Linked DNA regions of Macaca mulatta: region 2 is linked to region 1. The links are chromatin contacts, called in public Hi-C maps. All regions are on one chromosome and are shown on one strand. The core of a region is the stretch at or near the end of the contact, and the rest is flanking DNA. Distances in the headings are between cores, read along the strand shown. Region 1 holds the start of LOC714758 (KRAB domain-containing protein 5). Region 2 holds the start of ZNF267 (zinc finger protein 267).

Region 1 (2,603 bases), core at 68-2,567:
TGGGGTGCCTTCTTCCCATCTCATCAGCTCTCCACAAGCATCCAGCGAGCTCTAAAACCTACCCCAGGATAACAAACGTCAGGCCTTCTTCCACTCTCCTGGCACTGCACGCCTTCTGGGGAGTGCTGCCAATCCTACTTCAAGTGAAGGGACAGGGGCAGGTGCCCAGCCAGTTAGATGTTCAGTGACCTAACAGGTTTCAGGAAAACAGCATAAATCACTCAAACACCGTTTTTATAGAAAGGAAGGAAACGGTAAGGCACTTACACTTTATACTTCAACAGGTAAGGCCACAATACCTCTTTCGGGCACGAAACATGTCATTTAATTATTTCCATAACAGCAGAAAATTTAGTATCTGTGAACACTTCTAGGAGGTGCCAAGTTCTGTCTCATAAAATCTGGCATTAAACTCGGACATCCAGTTAGCAGTAGAATATGGAACAGAGATATCCACTGTCACAAATCCTCCACTGCAAAAGAGAGGCCCTGACGTTTTAATGAATGTTTGTAATTGACCAATTAATCCAGCACACTTTCTGTGGAAATGTATTCGTTTTCTACAGCCATAGTGGAAGAGAGATTGCCCGTTTCTTTTCCCCAGCAGCATTTCCAAGCTAAGCCCTGGGATTTTGAAATCGCCGCTTCAGAGGACCCTAAACCACAAACCACGGCGGCAGGCTTCCCATTTCACCAATCGCTGTTTGCCCAAATAAACCCTTCCACGCTTTAAGGGTAAGTCCCTTTAATTTGTAAGAGGAAAAAGGAGACTGGGACACCATGGGGCACAGTATCTTCCCACACACGAATCACACACCGACCCGGGGTTTCCCCTGAGACCCTCACGTTTTCACCGCACAATCTGAGGAGACGCGGGGCTGCAGCACAGAGCTGCCCAAAGACGGCTCCTGCCAGGGCCAGGTCGCTCTGCGGCGTCGGGACCGGACAGGACGCACGGGGTCCCGGCTGCCGACCCGGCCGCCATCTTGCGGCGGAGGAAACCAAGGGCCGAGTTGCGCCCGCGGGGACCCGGGGCCCACACCACGGAGCTGACCTTGGGGAGGCCCGGGTGCCCCCAAAGCGGGTTCCCGCCGCTTCCGACCGCCCCTCTCACTCCTCTGGGGACCCCCGACCTGGCACATTCACCATTTCCCAGCTTCCGGGATGTCCTGGCGTCTTAGCTACGGAGCTCCCAGTGCCTGCAGGTCACAGAGCAACAGAGGTTCCGTCTGTTCTCAGAACGCGAAGCTGCCTGGGCCTCCCAGGTGGAAGGACTCGGAACCCTGGTGAAGTGACCCAGCTCTCACTGCAGTCAACAAAGGCCCCCGCCAAATCCCAGAAGCAGCCCCTGGTCTCCGGCTGCTCCCGATTGGACGATTTCCACTCCAACGCCACTGATTGGGTAAAGCTCCAGGCCTCGCCCCCTCATTAGTTCTGTTTTTGAATGGGAGACAGGCATTGAGGTGGGGCCGCCTGCTGAGAGTATTACAGCTAATTTAAGGGGTGAGCTGGGACTTGAAATGCACTTGCTTTCCCGTACCTGGTTTTGCTTGTATAAGGCATCTTATTATCTAATTAGGTTTAAGAAGGAGGGCATTTGGACACCTTTAAAACAACTTTTTAACCGTTCTAATAACACAAGAAAGACCTTCATCCCATCCCTTAGCCCCTCTCATCGCACGGTACCCCACTGCTCAGGACATAACTGTGGGACTGCAGAGGGAACTGCTGGGGTTTGGGGGAGCACGCAGGAGGCTTCAATGGCCAAGGTAATGGAGGCTTCCCTTGGCTGTCACTTAAAATCTCGGGGTCAGGGAAACTAATGGACATGAGGATTGTAATTTTTTTTTTCTTCTCTGAATTTGCAAGAAATAAAGGACGATCCAAGCGTCCCAAAAGGCATTCAATTATACATGAGGCCGAGGGCCTCCCTGCTCTGGAGAGGGATGGCCTGGCATCAGCCACCAGCTGTAGTGAGCTGAGATGGTGCCACTGCAATGAGCCTTAAACTTCCCTCTTGTAGACAGGCCGCCTCCACACACCCGTTTCTCACATCGCAGGCTCTATCCCTACGGTCCATCAAGGCGGGCTGCCTTCTTCCCATGTCATTAGCTCTCCACAAGCGTCTAGTGAGCTCTAAAACCTACCACAGGATGGCAAACGTCAGACCCTCCTCCACTCTCCCAGCACTGCACGCCTTCTGGGGAGTGCTGCCAACCTCACTTCAACTGAAGGGACAGGAGCAGGTGCCCAGATGCTCAGTGACCTAACAGGTCCACCGTGCCCAGGGCCTGACCCCACAGCCTAGCACCCATCCCCCACCCGCCCTGCACTCCAGACTTTTTCCTCCAATGACAGGGGATGTTCACCTGTGCCACAATCCCATGAGTCTAGTGAGTGGGCCAGGCAAATCCCAGCTGAGTGCCTGTGACTCCACCCTCTTACCTCCCACTCAGATGGCATTATAAGCATAACCTTGAATATGAGCTAATTTATACATATGCCTCTCCTGGTAACCTGCGGGACAACAGCCCTCACAATCCAGAGGCTGGGGAAGCAGGTTTCAAAACCTCACTTCATTCCGATGTGAAATGAAGACATGA
Region 2 (2,603 bases), core at 30-2,529, 93 kb before region 1:
AGTGTCAGGGACTTTTTTATTCTCTCTTTCCTCTCATGTGAAATGTATACCAAAATAACACAAATCTTTAAAAAAGTGTCATCCACTGCTCTGTGAAATCATGATTAATGAATAAAATACTCTATATGAAATGTACAGTAAATGACCAGTAGTTAATAATGTTGTGAATTGGAGAGGGGAAGTTAGCCTTTGGAAATGTCGGGAAGGAACTGGAAATTTAATATTTTACTGCAAGCCCCGTTAGACTGGGAGAACACAGTGGTGGATTTGAAACTCTGCGTGCCACACACGTTAGGAAACCGCAGGGGAAAACCAGTTCCCCTGGGCAGTGTTAAGATGATTAACGAGCAGGCGATTATACGGAAGTAGTTATAGTGCCCCAGGTTTCTAGGAAGAAAAACCAAAACCAAACTCACATGCATTTCTTGTAAATTACAACTTTAGGGGAAAACAAAATTCAGACTTAACGAACCACAAAGCTCCAATTCACCTCCACCTGCATAGTCTAAATAAGGCAACTACAGAACTGTAACCCATCGGTTAATTTGGTCCGCTTACTCATGCACCTTATAAAAAACATTTCCTTCAAGCCCCTGTGGGGACCTCCGAACCACAAACCAGGACTGCAGGTTTCCCACGTCACAAATCGCTATTTGCTCAAATTCTTCAACGTTTTAACAGTGACTCCCTTTAATTCTTAATAGGAGAAAGGAGTGACTGAGGACCCCACGGGGCAGTTTCTCCCCACACACGAACCACACACCGAACCTGGGTCTCCCCTGAGACGCTCCCGTCCTCACCGCACAATCTGGGGGAGACGGGGGGCTGCGGCGCGGAGCCGCCCAGAGAGGGCTCTGGCCAGGGCCGAGGTCGCTCTGCGGGGTCGGGACGGGACGGGACAGGACGCGAGGGGTCCCGGCTGCCGGCCTGGCGGCCATCTTGCAGCGGAGGAGACCGAGGGCCGAGCTGCGCCCGCTGGGACTCGGGGACCAGACCCCGGAGCTGACTGCGGGGAGGCCCGGGTGCCCCTACAGCGGGTTCTGGCCGCTTCCGACCACCCCCTTCCCCACTCTGGGGACCCCCGACCCCCACACTCACCATTTCCCAGCTTCCGGGATGCTCTGGCGTCTTAGCTACGGATCTCCCAGTGCCTGCAGGTCACAGAACAACAGAGACTGTTTATTCTCAGAACGTGAAGCTGCCTGGGCCTCCCAGAACTAAAGACTCAAGGCCGTGATGAGGAGACCCGACCTCTAACTGGAGCCGACAAAGGCCCCCGCCAAATCCCGGAAGCCGCCCCTGCTCTCCGGCTTCACTCCTGATTGGATGGTTTCCATTCCAGCGCCTCTGATTGGATAAAGCTCCATGCCCCGCCCCCTCACTACTAGTGGGTTTTTTTATTTTTATTTTTTATTTTTTTGAAAGGGAGACTGGCTCATTGAGGTGGGGCCGCCTGCCGCGGGTATTACAGCTAATTAAGGGGTGAGCTGCGACTTGAAATGCACTTGATCTTTCCCTTACCTGGTTCTGCTTGTATAAGACATCTTATTAGCTAATTAAGAAGTACATTTAGACACCTTTAAAGCAAGAAAGACCCTCATCCCGTACCACACTGTACCCCACTGCTAACGCCACCGTGGGAGGGGGCCCCTCAGCTGGGAACAGAAGACTGTACACTTCATTCACGTGTTTTCAATTAGGCCTTTGCATGATACATACACTGAACCAGTACAAAAGCATCTTATAGGGGCATGCAGGCTGGGGTCCCAGGAGGATGTTGCGGGCAGTGGTGGAACGTGGAAGAGGGGCTGGCCTCTTCTTCTAATCTACAACTCTGTCCCCGTCTCCTGGAGTCTGCATCACTGGCAAGGGGCCCGCTGACTGTCCGTCTGTCTCTCCTTCTCAATCCCTTCAAGCTCAGGGAAGAAGGGTCCTTGGCAGCGACAGGGCTGGGAGCTCAGTTCCTCTGGGCCCTGCTGGCTCAGGCTCAGTGGCCATGGACTCCTCCTCTGGTTTTTGTTTTTGTTTTGAGACAGGGTCTCACTCTATTGCCCACGCTGGTGCAGTGTGCAATCATGACTCACTGCAGCCTCCCGGGCTCAAGCAATCTTCCCACCTCAGCCACCTGAGTAGCTGGAACTACAGGAACATGCGACCATGCCCGGCTGATTTTTGTATTTTTTGTAGAGATAAGGTTTCACCATGTTGCCCAGGCTCGTCTCGATCTCCTGAGCTCAAGCGATCCTTCCACCTTAGCCTCCCAAGTAGCTGGGGCTACAGGTTACTAGTCAGTTCTCCAACTCCTGAGCTCAAGTATTCTGTCCGCCTTGACCTGCCAGAATGCCCTATCCCTGTTTTTCTGGAGTCTTGGAGCTAGTGGCGCTGCAGCACCTCTGCTTTCAGATTCTCCTAGTCTTCCCGCTGAGTAGAAGGTGGGAGAGGAGGTGGGTGTCAGACTGGGCCAGGGCCCTAGGCCCCCATCTAGCTTGGTTAAACTCCCAGTTGGGACAGTTTAGGCGCTGTGCCTTATTCAGTGAGACGCGTGGAACAAATACTTCCCTCCCCAAAGCAGAAAGATCCCTGATTGCTGACAATCAGGATTC

What was found. Hi-C and Micro-C count contacts between places; a contact is called where the count stands out from the background.
Region 2: a contact with region 1 is called in a Hi-C map of cortical neurons, with 1.9 times the contacts expected there. The contact joins the promoter of ZNF267 here to the promoter of LOC714758 in region 1. A contact is called at or near these places in 3 of 14 Hi-C or Micro-C datasets (CD4 T cells, cortical neurons and fetal cortex germinal zone).

What each region holds. Positions count from the first base shown.
Region 1 is chr20:30,417,556-30,420,158 of T2T-MMU8v2.0, reverse strand. LOC714758 (KRAB domain-containing protein 5) reads right to left here and starts at 1,317. Exons shown (of 6, transcript XM_077986030.1): 1 at 1,147-1,317. LOC144338016 reads right to left here. Exons shown (of 5, transcript XM_077986031.1): 5 at 1-2,603.
Region 2 is chr20:30,510,498-30,513,100 of T2T-MMU8v2.0, reverse strand. It overlaps ZNF267 (zinc finger protein 267), which reads right to left and starts at 1,279. Exons shown (of 4, transcript NM_001278474.1): 1 at 1,099-1,279. The coding sequence starts at 1,101.